2 separate regions of the Drosophila melanogaster genome follow, and region 1 is linked to region 2. A link is a contact called in public Hi-C data. All regions are on one chromosome and are shown on one strand. The core of a region is the stretch at or near the end of the contact, and the rest is flanking DNA. Distances in the headings are between cores, read along the strand shown.

Region 1 (7,146 bases), core at 2,277-4,776, 270 kb before region 2:
AAACTGAACAAACAACAGTTCTCATTTTCAGCACCGAACAAAAGAAAGTATGCAGGGTGAAGTAATCGTCTTGAATGGCAAGTCAAATTCGATCCGACTCGGATTTGTTGTGCTTTTGCTTGACTTCCACGTAACGCACACATGATCATGGTGACGGACAGTGTCCATTATGCTTTGCCGGATAAACTTAAATACTGTGAGGTTTTCAATGGTTTATAGATGATTTATTGATTCTAATAAATGACACAGATTTCTTAAGCGAAATTCAATGAGCATGAAACACAAAAAACATTCTACACGAACACACTCACACACACATACCCTGGGCATTTTGTTGTTTTTGCTTAAACTTTGAGTAGTGAATATCAATTGGTACGATAACAATGCAGTTTCCACTTATGTTTGCTCCTTTGTTAATAACAATTACAGATTGCACATTTCCATGACGATTACGACAAGTTGAGGACAGAAACAAACGTAAAATGCGATTGCTTTGCAGGTTTTTGTGACTAGTTCGCGCAAAAGTGAAAATACTACTGAATTGAAAGCATACCCAAAAGCTCGCTCCGTGACTGCTGTCTCGCTCACACTCGATCAGCTTCTTCCAGCTGTTGTTGCTGCCGCTTCCGTCTGGCGTAAAATGAACTGCAACTGTAAATGAAATGAAAGTGCCGTTGAAATGAGAGAAAGAGAGAGTGAGAGAGAGTGCATTATAAACGATGACGTCGCGTGGGTGTGATAACAGCGTGTGGGTGTGTGTTGGCGTGGGTGTGAGAGAAATGCCTGATAATATCCGCTCTGGGAGTCATTTTTACAAATACAGTGCACGTACGACACAAATACGCACACATTGAACCGCCCATAATCCCTCTGACAATGTGTGTTCTGATTAGTGAGAGGTTTGGTTTTATCTTTTATATGTTAATTGCGCTGTTATGTTACTGTTATTGCATTGTATTGATTCATCGCTTCTAAAAAAAAAAAAAAAAAAAAAAAAAAAAAAAAAAAAAAAAATGTGTGTTCTACTTTTTTCGGGTCAACGCTTCGGGGCCTCGAGAACTGACCATTAGCCACTGAACCCAGCCAGAAACAGAAAGTTTAGCAATATGTCAAATAAAAGGCTATAAATAGCTACTACAATGTTCTGCCCACAAAAGCGCACGTGCACTGGGAAAAAAATTAGGGGGAAACATTTTATATTTTATGTTATCTATACATCTATATGATGCTTAAAAGTTTCGTAAAATGCATGAGCCATTGTAAATTTTAAATTGAAGATTTCGTGATTAAAACTATGATTTGAATATGCAGCTGCACCTAAAAGATTGTTATAGTTTTCGCAAGATGTCAGTTTGAACCTGAATATCACATATTAATCTAGCTTGTAAGCAAAGTGAAATGGCTAATTTGTACCAAACTATGAAGATAATCCCAAATATTTCCCCCAGTGTACGAGTTAAACCTTCGCTTGGATAAGGTTAGTGGTCAGTTGGGGACAGGCAACTCACGCAGGACACGCAAACAGCGCACCCTAAATCAATACGTCCCAAGAATGTGAATCAATTATGGCAGAGAGCGCTGTACGTCGGTTCGCGTGCGGTTTTGGAAAAAGCAATTAGGCGAACGAGGGACCGACTTCTTCCGGGTGCAGCCGTGTCACAAGGACACTCCCAACCGCCGACTCGCGCTCGAGATTTGGTCTCTTGTGGGTGGTGTAGTAGTAAAAGCTGTGTCTATATACCCCACTCAAACCACTAACTTACCTTTTTGTCCGCGAATTGGTCATCATCGCCAGCATTGGCAGCCACCGGTTTGGAAATGACCTTTTTAGCCTCCGGCACAAAGCTAAATTCGTAGTTATCCTCGCCACCCCAGATGGCCAGGCAGTTATCCTTGTTAATGTACTGGTTGATGTCCTTTTTCGATATCATTTTTAAAATCTCAACCGCTTTGGGTGGCAGCACCGCCTTGATGACCTTAAAAGCAGCTAGTAGAAAAACAACAAAAGGTCATGGTCATGGTTAATGTTCAAAGTGAAAAAATGACTCCCAAAGATGATAGTTACCATTTAGTACCCAGCCCAGTTCATATACCAAAATGTAGTTCAAGCTATTGGGATAGAACTGCTTAAATGTCTCCACAATGCGTTTCACAAACTCCAGATCCATGGAGGCCAAACTCGTGCCCGACATGTCGAAGAATATGGTCAACTGGGTCAGATGCTGCTCCCTCTGAGTCCTTTCCACCCAGTACACCACGATGCGTATCAGTTCGTCCAGGTTCTTGGACTTACTGTGCATCTTAACGCGGAATACCAACAACGGCTTGCCATCCACATCAGTGTTGTGCACAAACACGGATCCCTCCTTCAAATACTCCTGGTTCAACTCGCTCTCATCGATATCGTTTGCCCCAGTTGACTGACGCAAGATACAGGTTTCCCACAGCGAATTAAAGGAGGTCTCCATGTCGAGATCATACATTTCCAGAAACCTTTGAAGCCACAGATGATCGTTGCGAATACGATCAATATCGGTCGGATGGAAAGGTGCTACCAGCGCGAATCATGTAAAACAATAATAAAATTATTGGATTCTTATCTGTGTTTATATATAGTTATTGAAGATAATGTAGCTTATTGTGTATTGTTACAATATCATATCTCAGCTCTTCTGATGTTTAGCTCATGAAATTTTGATTTTAATCTCTGAACATATGTATAAGGGGTGAATTTAAATTTGGACAAGATAAGAAGAGGATCGATAGCATAAAGTTGAAGAACTAAGCAAATGAAACTCTAATCTATTAAAACATTCAGAAGTGCTTAATCTTTGACTGCTGATACTTAACCTTTCGTCCATAGGTAGTCCATACCCAATTCTATATTAAGTACTTTGAGAAGCTATAGCTCAGGTCTCAAGTTCAAAGCTTTCGTTTGAGTGCACTTGGAACAGCCAAGTCATTGGGAAAGGCGGGTCTGTTTGATTTATTCACCTACTAATTGGAGAATTTGCACTACAAATAAGACAGCTGGAATGAATCATATAAAAAATACTACTAACCGAACGCAGCTATATACATATCTGGTAATTACGGAATAAAACCTGCCAGCTATCATAAACCCAGTCGCACATAATTTATTAGAGCCGCTAGTTGCACCTTGTATCCGTCATTTGCTTGGGATTAGCTCACCTGCCGGAGGGGATGAGGCATATTTGCGATTGAACCTATCGCGCAGCTCCTCGATTTGCTGGGGTGTCGTTTCCTTGACCTTGACGCCCATGCTGCCAGTTAGTTTTCGCACTCGTTCGCTACCAAGCTTGTGGCAAGACTAAGCATTCAAGTTGAATTCCAATGGGTAAAGCGGTGCTCCTCCTATCGCTTGGCGCCCTATCAGAAATCGACTTTCAGTGTGATTAGATTGTGCTTAACGGGGAGCAGAGGTGAAGGTACAAAAGGTTGAGGTACTACAGCGAGAACTACGGAGCGCTATCCAAGTGCGTTCCACGAGCGTGTGCGGCAAACTGAACATCCGACTAACGGTGCTGCCAGCGGCTAGCCACGATCGTATATCGCGGCGATCGTTAGCAGTCGGCCGGCGTGCGGCTTGAATGTGGAGCACCTGGTTCTGCGCGGTACTATAATGGGCCTCCGAAAAGGGCAAGCCACCCAGCACCAAGCCAACCTCCCACCCGCGAGTTGCTGCAATGGATCGTGATCGTGTGGGTGGTATGCCACCTGCATTGCAATTAGCTCGAGTGGAAGCACTACGAAAAGCTTTCAAAGCTTTTCGCTGGAGTAATAAAAACAACTATGCGGTATGGTCAATAAATATCGTATTTTTATTTACACTATAATACAAAGTTGTTGGGCAAGTTGTTTAGGCGAATTTGTAAACGTAGTCATCATTACCGCCCCAGATTTTCAGGCAGTTATCCTTGTCCACATACTGATCGATGTCCTTTTTGGTGGTCACCTTAAGGATCTTCAGCGCTTCGGGGGGCAGGAAGGTCTTCACCAATTTAAAGGCAGCTAAACACAGAAAACCATCCTTTCAATATGCTGATCTTTACAGATACCACAATGTTTACATACCATCTAGCAGAAAAGGCAAATCATGTACCAGAATATAGTTAGGCACATACGGATACTTGGTCTCGAACACTCCGATGATGCTCTTGATGAAGCCCATGTCCAAGTTACTCAGACCGGCGCCAGTCATGTCCATGAAAATGGTAATCTTGTCCAGGTTACTATCCCGCTGCAAACGCTCAATCCAGAAGACAAGGATGCGCAGTAGATCCTCCTGATTGCGGCTCTTCGAGTGTTTCTTGATGGTGAGGATCAGCAGCGGTTTTCCGTCCCTATCCTTGTTGTGCACATAGATGGAGCCATCGTTTAGAAACTCCTGATTAAGGTTTGCCTCGGTGATGTCGTAAACTCCAAAGCTCTTCCGCCACGCGAGGTTATCCCACAACCTCGTGATGCACTTCTCCACATCGAAGTCATAGACCTGCAGTAGCTTGGTGATCCAAAGGTCACTGTCCGTAATTCGCTTTAGATCGTTGGGATGGAATGGTTCTATTTTTGGGATTGTATGTGTATGTATGTATATACCAGATTAGATGTGATTCTTTCGACTGCCCTAACTTACCTGCTGGCGGCTCTTTCTCCAATCTCTGCAGAATGCTAGTCTTGACTTGGCTTATCTGCTCTGGAGTCGGATCCTGATCGGAAGGCATGTTGCTGCTTGGCTTTGCGTGAACCAATTGAAATGTCTTCTGCAGTCAGCTTCAAATTTATGCCGATTTCTTATCTATTTGAAAACAATTTTCGTGGACGAGCTCGGGGGGGTAGTTTTCTTTATCTGGGAGCGGAATGTCTAACCTGCGAGCGGGCTAATCATCGACTGACAGCCAGCACTGCCCCAAACGCTCGTCGTTGCGCTCGTCGAGAGGCGTTTTCATTTGTTCTCCAATTGTGCTCTGCTTTCCCGACGATCATGTAAATGACTCAATGCAAGTGGTGGGGGCACTGGAAGGGGCAACCGCATGCCGCCCGTTCTTTAATCAATATTGAAGCCCGCAGAACAGCTCATGGAGGAGGGGAGGGGCAAAAAGTAGGGGATCCCGTCAATTGCGATAAGAGCAACAAACGGGGGAAACTGGCAATGTTTATGAGGTTTGTGCAGGCGACTCTTCGGGAACTTGGTTTTTATGATACTCGCTGTGGTTTTCTTTGCGATATATGACGTATCTCGTAGTATCCTAGTATCTCGCATTTAGCTGTGGAAATTCTTTGCGGCTTATCTCGTCTCGATGTGGGAAGCTAAGTCTACTGGGCTCGATTATTCCCAATCAATTGACAGTCGCTGATTGCGGTGGCTGTAATTGATATCAAAGAGCAACGGTTATTGCATAATAACAAACTTTTTTTTTTTGTTTTTAGATTGCATTCTAATTGCACATATATATTGCTAAGCAAAAATAGCCCACATTTTAATCTTATCAACCTTATGAGCTTTAATTTATTAGCCAGCCAGAGGGATTAAAGGTGTACTATTCTATAATTGCAAAAATTGTACTGAATATACAGTTTATTAAGGACCAGAGTTCAAAATATAAACATTTTGTAGACTAGTTAAAGTAAGCAAGTCTTAGCAAAAATGCGCATTTGTTACAAATGGTGTTATTTTTATTATATTTGACTAAGTGCACAACAGTTGCTTACTTACAGACTTTTTTTAATTGGCATTACCAATTATGAAGAAGTTGTTATATTTAAATATATAGTGTAATCAAAAAATCAATACATTCCGTTAAATAAATTGTTTCTTAATTTATGAATTGGCCATTTAATAAAATCAAATCATGTGCAATATGTGTTGCGCGTTTGTTGTTGTTTTATTGTTGACATTGAAAAGAGATGGGAGGCAACAGCTAACAATAACAAAACCGAAGAAATTTACATATCGAAAGCTCGATTCCTCGCAACCGAAACCCCCGCCATTTGGACCACCATCCCAAGCCAAATCGAAATCCAAGAACTTTCGCTGCCTGTTCTCTTCTGGCCCAGTTGTGATGTTTACGTGAAAACGTGCGTTTCTAGTGCGACCACGTCCTCGCCATTTATCCGGATGCGGATGCAGTGCAGCCAGTTGTGAGATCCCCCCAATTCCCGAGATGAAGTTCGCCGAGCACCTGACGGCCCACATAACGCCCGAGTGGCGAAAGCAGTACATTAACTATGAGGTGAGTGCCGAAAATCGCCGTTTGAAGGTGCAGAAAAATATGTATCCGTGAGATACACGGACGAGTGTGCTTTTCCCGCTGTCACTCTGCCAGCTGTGACGTCACGTGCCCCATCAGCTGTGGCATCCAACTGTCAAACGGTAGAGCTTTCAACGCGCATGCGCCCTGTTGAGCGGCATTCTGTGTTTTGCTCTCCTCGGACGTAAACAAGAGAGGATGGGCTGGGTGGAGTGGGGTGGCAAAAGAACGAGAAAGTGAAAACACACGATACGATGAGCAGGAGATATATAGATACAGTGGGGGCCAAAAGTATAGGTCCTTTGTTTAAGAGATTTATCAAAATATATAAATAAATTTTATTAAAATATTTCTTATCATTTTTTAGGAAATGAAAGCCATGCTGTATGCAGCCATCGAACAATCGCCCTCCGCAGAACTCGTGGAGCGCGAGATGGTGACGCGATACTTTGCCAAATTCGATGAGGAGTTCTTTCACTACTGCGACAAGGAGCTGGCCAAGATCAACACATTCTACTCGGAGAAGATGGCCGAGGCGACACGCAAATATGGCAGTCTGCGCAGCGAGTTGACCGAAGCCCTGGAAATGGGACACCCAAAGAAACTGCCCGCGTGGAAGAGGCGAACGCCGCTGGGCAAGAAGAATGTGCCGGCGCGCAAGATACAGGATCTCAAGTTGGCATTTAGTGAATTTTATCTGGGACTGATACTGCTCCAGAACTATCAGAACCTCAACTTCACGGGTTTCCGTAAGATACTTAAGAAGCACGACAAGTTGCTGAGCGTCGACTATGGTGCACGTTGGCGCACGGATCACGTGGAGGCAGCCCACTTTTACACCAACAAGGACATTGATCGGCTGATCCAGGAGACGGAG
Region 2 (6,491 bases), core at 150-2,649:
GAAGGAAACATTGAGAATTTATAAAAATGCAATATAATTGAAATGCGAGTGGGGATTAGGCTAAACCCTCGTCCACGGGGCGAATGTGCAATAATGCCTGAATGCCCAGAAACGCCCATATATTTATTTACTCGCACTCGTACTCGGGCTTGTCGCCCAGTTTGCTCTCCAAAAACGCGACTCATCTCACCTCGTTCCCATCCTCGTCCTCGGGTTGCCCTTTTGGCCAGAGCTTTTCCCCCACCGAACCTGCGGCGACCTCCAATCGCCCAGCATCGCATCTACTTGACCTACTAACGCCTGTCGCATTATGACACACATTCGTTAATTAGGCCCAACCCAATAACTTCTTTTCTTCCCAGCCATCTAATCGCCGAGCGCGCGGCGTATGCGTAATATGCGTGTGTTTTTCTTTTTTTGTGTTACGGCCTCGATTTGCATGCCATAAAAAAAGGCAGACACACCTTGGCGCGTCCCTATTTTTATGATTTACCAATAGCTGGGATGGGCGGCCAGTGTCCTTCGTCCTTCGTCGTGGTGTCTCAATGCCGTGCCCATGCAGCGAGTTAAATCAAATTAGCACCCGTAGGGGCAGCAAATCCGAGGTGCATGCCATGCCACACCCCCAAAACACACACACACGCAAACAGACACACACTCACACGTACGCGAGAATCGCGAAATCGAGAAATGGGGACAGGGAACAAGGAACAAGGACTTGGAACATGACAGGAGACAGCGTCAGAAGGAGGATATTACATAACAGGCGCTCCCCATGTAAATCTGGTTGTAAATTCCCAGTGTGTGTGTGTGTGTGTGTTTGTGTGCCTCTGGGTGTGTTGGTGTTGTTGTGCTCTTGTGTGTGCTTGTGTGTGGGTACGAGTGGTTGTGGTTTGGCCCAAATGAATATGCGATGACGTTGACGTTGCTATTGTTATTGTTATTGTTTTCTATCAGTGGATGCTGATGCTTTATTATTGTTTGCCCAGTTAAAAAGGTAATTTTCTCATTTTCTTTTAACCTTGAACTCTTAGTTTTCGCCAGCATTTTTCCTTTCCATATTTGTATAACTTATGCGTTGAAAAACTGTTTTCATTTTATGCCAAAAAAAAAAAATTGTACAAACTTTTTCCGTTTACTTTGTGTAATTTTAATTTTTTTAATGGTTTTTTTTTTGGTTTTGGGGTTTGTGGGTTTTTGAAAATTTGTTGCTGAAACGCTTTGTTAACTTTGTTGAAATTCTTTTAGTTGTCTAAGTTATTGTTTTTGGTTAAGTTTGATAATTGGACTTGAGGGTCCTTTATTTTTGGGTCTTCATATTTTTCTGTGTTAATATGGTGTAAATGTAAATTCCGCCGCGTTGCACACAACAATTCTCTGGCAGAGATCAACTGAGACTGAGCTCGACGCTGGCCTTAGTTGCATCCTTTTGGGTATCCTGCTCCTGCTTCCTTGGCGAAGGACAAAAATCGCGAGAGAGCGAGCCCGAACAAAATGTTGCAAACTAAACCACAACAAAAACAGCCAAAAGGGCCAAGAGCCAAGAGGCAGAGAGGCAGCTGGAGAAAAAGAGAGAGAGAAAAAGAGAGCGACCAAAAAAAGGCAGGACTTTCCCTTTCCCTGCTCCTCCTGGCCATGTCCTCGCCCAATCCGTTTGTTGTTGCTGCTGCTCACTATGTTTCACTTTCAGGGGGTGGTGGGTGCTGACTTTAGCGCCGGGAGCGGCGGGTTTCAGGTTTCCAAGCTTACACAGTGATTCTGCGTTTTCATGGTGATTCCATTTGTAGCTGTTTGTTGTTGCCCCAAGGAAAGCTCCATTGTTGTCAGTGGCCACGTGACTCGCGACCAGGACTTTCTTATCAGCACAGAGCTTTTAGTTCGGCCCCAGGGTGCAAAAGCTCCGATTTCAAAAAACAGACCAAGGGATGCTCTCTAGCTTAATTCGTTTACTTGGGATCTAGTGAAAAACCTTAGCAACTATGGTTCCTAGAAAATAATGTTAAAATAGAAAATAAACTTAGGATAGGATGGTTTTCGGGGCGCGTCTCTTCCCGCTAATATCTAAGTGTAGTAGCTAGTTTTGTTGTACGTGGGTTTCTTTGATTTGATGCGTGTTTTTTCTTAGATTTCCATTTTGTACTTGTCAAGGAAGTTTCTAACTTCCAACTACCAGTCCAAGATCCAAGGACTTCCTAGGTGGCCTCCTCGCTCTTCTCTTGGGCTGCACTGCTGCTGCTATTGTTGCTTATGCTTTTGCTATTACTGTGGCTTTGGGTCTGCGAAACGATGTGGGCTTAGTCCTCGAAATGGGGCTGTGGAATCGTAGAGGAGCACTTACCACATTCTTGTGCGGGCAGTCGGCATGGAGATGGTCTTCTCCACGGCAGCGATGACAGCGCTTCGGCTGAGGACCCAAAGCGCATTCGGAGGCAATGTGATTGGCGAATTCGCCGCAGTTGTAGCAGCGCATGCGGCGAGTCCGGCGATTTCTGTTGGGTGGTTGGTGGGTAGGTGGTGAAAATGGGGAAAATTAGTTAAACGATTGGGTATGAGCTCACATTCGCGGCCTGTAGGTGCTGCCTTGGCAGCTACCGCCATGCCTGCTGGACACCCTGGTGGCCTCCAATCCGCGCGACGTGCGCTGGCACTCGAATTCCACCTCCTCCTGCTCGCCCAGTGATCGGAAACCTGACATCTGGATGACGCTCTATATGCATACGTTTATAATGAGAATTATATTGAATTAATGCATTAAATATTAAATTATTATACCGATTTTCCATATTCTATCGGATAGTACATAAGGCCTTGCATTAAGGAAAGACCTCAGTTTCATCCAAGAAAGAGAGTACCCACCTGATGGACGAACACCTCCTGGCCGCCGTCGTTGGGTGTAAGGAAGCCCCATCCCTTGGCCACGTTGAACCATTTGCATTTGCCCAGTCGCACACAACCGCATTCCTCGGTGGGACTCGCAAGATTTGCCGGATTCGCTGGAGGGAATAGAAAATGAAACTTGAGTTCGGTGCCCAATTCGATATCCTGTCTGGGAATCCCTCTGTTCAAGGTTTTGTTATTCAAATGACCAAGCGGCAAATAGGCAGCTGAACAACATTCATCGTGTCCTTGCCCCATTTGCCGCGAGGCAAGTTCAACTTGGGTTAGGTTCTTCTCTAGCCCTCCACGTCCCCATCCCAACTCAACGCCCATTGAGGGCAGAAAACAGGTTTCGTTGTTATTATAAGAAATATTCGGAAATAACTGAACGAGCGGCGCGGCGGAGTGGATTCATTCCATTATCTAAGCAGGGGCTCATCTCACTCACACACTCGCACCAGCCCATATCCATTTGGGCTGGCTCATTCATTCATTCATTCATTCATTCATAAATTGTTTTCACTTCGCTCGCTCCCATTTCGCTGCCAGCTTATCTATATATTTGTCGAAGTGGGCCCTAGTACTTGAGTGTACTCGTAGTATTGCCCAGATGCCCAGATACTCGGAATGCATTCTCATGCCTGTGCTCTGGCTTATCTGGAATTAAAATTTTCATTTTCGGGGGTTGCGCTGGCATTTCTAGGTCGTTGTGCTGCTCAAGCATTTTCTTACTCATTTCCAGCGAGAACGTGAATGGACTTTTAAGATCTTGGAAATTCTTTTGCGTCTGATAAGAAACCTAATTGAATGAAAATCTTTCATTCTTTACTCAAACCACCACCATTACATGATTATCCTTTTGGGATGGTTGGGTGTCCTTTTCCTTTTCTTATAGGTAAGCCGCAAACTGGTTTCCCCGTTCAATTAGGTTTGTAAGTCTGCGCAGATCTAATGCCTCAAATGCATTGAGGCGAGGATAATCCTCAACTGGACTGCCTGTGTCCTTGATCGAAGTGTGATGGTAAGTCGGTCAATGTTCGGGGGTTGATGACACCTCTGTATATAGAAACCCCCCAATTTACCAATAAAAAATCAAATCAGCGAATGGCAAAAACACAACAGAAACCAAGAAAAACATACGCCAGCAAAAAAAGAACTGCGCAGTATAAAAAAAAAAAAAACCAGACAAAAACAGAAACCAAATATTAGGGCGATCGCACAGCCAATCAGCAATCAGTTTGATAAGATTTCCTATTGAATTTGTTGTCGCTTTTTTTGGAACACAAAACACGTTTGTTGTGGGCAGCGGGGAATGTAGACGTTCGTTCGTGTGACGTTCATGCATTAGCTGGAAATTAGTTTCACTCTACTCCATATTCTAAACAAACCTGATGAAGTGGAACTCTGGCTGGTGGTCCTCCTTTCCAAGCCATTTTCCAGCTGTACGTTCTCCATGCTGACTTCTTGGGTTTTTAGTTTATTTTTCTTAGTTTAAAATCCACTTCAATTGTTTGATTACTCGCTCCAAAATTCAATGTTGCTTAAAACTTCACTGCAAATGCATGTTTTTCCTGCCAACGAACAGACATGTGGCCAAAGATCCGTATCTGTATTTGTATCTGTATCTTTCACTGCCCGCACTAACACAGCTACAGCACTTTCTCGAATTTTTGGGTTCAGCGAAGGGGAAATTAGGAAAACGCTGCCGCTGCGCACGACGCACTTCGTCACACTGACTCCGCGTTGCGTTTGACTATTTCTAGGAAGGTCGCAGCAGGCCCGAAAAATATTTAGCTCAGTATCTTGAAAACAATATTCGACTCTGCGCTTGTGTGTGTGTGCTTGGTGTGTCGGTGAGTGAGCGTGGAAAACGCCGAGCCGAAAGTTGAGTGAATTCGCACCGTTTCGGTTTCGATTTGAGTTGAGCGCGTAAATGTATCTGACAGATACTCTACATGACGATCGCGGGGAGAAACACCGAAAAACGTGCAGAGAGAGAGCGCTAGAGTGAGAGCCAAATTTATCTATGTCGACTAAAAAGACCTCAGAACCTAAATGCCGAGCACACTTTCGGATTCGGATTGGGATGTATCTGCATCTGTATGGCACTAAAAAAGTGCGTGAGACTAGCGCACTTCAGGATACTTGAGAAACTAAACTGTTATACAAACTAGACTGAATAGGTTTTAATTAACTTTTTTATGACTATATTAGCAATTATACAATTATATTGTTAGCCTCATAGGTAAGCACTTATAGTTTAAATTCCAAAATGTTTAAATTCAAATTGTAACTATCTTTAAAATGACCATTCGAGAAATTATTAAAACTATAGCCAATCTAGGAACAAATCTTTGTACCTCCATTTTTCACTCAAAGTGCAAATAGAAATAATTTATAAAATGAAATACTTAATCACCCCGAATCCTGCTTTATCCTGATAGGCTGATCACTTCCCTAAAAAAAAGATGCCGCTAAAAAGCGAACTATTCCCATTGGTGACTGCCAAAAAAATTGCACTAAAAAACTGCACCACAACTGGCGTTCTGCAACCCTCGCTTAAGTCGCGTGCCGGGCAGCTGTGAATTCTCGATGCATTTCAACCCCTCGCCGGCTGATATGAAATATGCACCCCCGAGCTGCATTGTGCAACATATTTGCGAACGCTCGTCCTGCCTCTTCCTCCCTTTTCGTCCTGCGACTCCGGATTGTAGCAATTAATTTCGGCACGTGCCACGCTGGCGTGCCAAATCGATGACCAATGCCATTGATGACAGTCGATCCGAGGGCGGAAACTGTATCGAGGATCAAATGCACAGGGGAGGCATCAGATGAACATTTTGTGGTTCGTAAATTTGGCAAGACCAGGATCGATTTGCAGTAAAAATGTTTTCGAAGGATAAATTTGGAAGAATATTTTTGTAAAATTACCAGAAATTAGTAGGGCAAATTAAAATTAGTTGTTCGACCTAATTTATAAATAACTATGTCGCAGAAATGTTTTCGAATATTTAGTTTATCTAATGAACAACTTCTGCTACTGACAACATTTAGATAAACGGAAGACTTGTTATGAAAAGGATTTGTTTTTAAAAACTAGGATTGTTATAAGTAATATTTTATGTTTCACAGCTTGTTTTGGTATCAATGTAAAAAATTGGTAACGCAAATAAAAAGGTAATATGAACCAATCGAGGCCCAAACAAGATGAAAATCATCAGAAATTTCCGAAGGGCGAGCGCTGTTAATGCCTGAGGGGTCACTGAGGGTCAGTTTGATGTTTTATCAATAGTAAATAAATGCTAAAAAACCCAAAACAATGCATCGTGAGCCAGCCGTCGCACAGTCTGTAATCAATATTTTGGCTGCCCTAAGCCGCTCCCAATCTCAATCCGCTGGCCAGTGGTCGATGGACAAAGCCGGCCAAAGGGACAAAGGACGCGGCGAGAGCGAAAGTGCCCATTAGGGATGCAACGGATGGCAGGCACTCACATGTGCGTAATTGGAACAGGATTAACAAGGCGTCCTGCCATTCACACAGGCAATGCAATTGAAGTTTGGGGAAGTGCAGCCGGGCATTGTCCGAGGGTCCGAGGATCGGTTCAGTTTGGTTC

The links. A called contact is a pair of places that touch in the nucleus more often than the background predicts.
Region 1: a contact with region 2 is called in a Hi-C map of the Kc167 cell line, with 1.7 times the contacts expected there. A contact is called at or near these places in 2 of 107 Hi-C or Micro-C datasets (the Kc167 cell line and brain).

The regions. Positions count from the first base shown.
Region 1 is chr3L:5,920,242-5,927,387 of dm6, reverse strand. It overlaps CG33523, which reads right to left and starts at 3,526. Exons shown (of 7, transcript NM_001274528.2): 1 at 3,193-3,526; 2 at 2,066-2,551; 3 at 1,764-1,987. The coding sequence starts at 3,283. It overlaps CG32407, which reads right to left and starts at 5,333. Exons shown (of 3, transcript NM_168147.2): 1 at 4,655-5,333; 2 at 4,096-4,581; 3 at 3,821-4,032. The coding sequence starts at 4,742. The coding sequence ends at 3,881. PXo (P[[i]]-sensitive XPR1 orthologue) reads left to right here and starts at 6,072. Exons shown (of 6, transcript NM_139743.4): 1 at 6,072-6,251; 2 at 6,637-7,146. The coding sequence starts at 6,183.
Region 2 is chr3L:5,652,821-5,659,311 of dm6, reverse strand. It overlaps sif (still life), which reads right to left and starts at 1,399. Exons shown (of 35, transcript NM_001104049.4): 1 at 1,022-1,399. It overlaps lin-28, which reads right to left and starts at 4,631. Exons shown (of 5, transcript NM_139726.2): 1 at 4,266-4,631; 2 at 2,857-2,993; 3 at 2,559-2,707; 4 at 2,339-2,489; 5 at 1,928-2,276. The coding sequence starts at 4,332. The coding sequence ends at 2,193.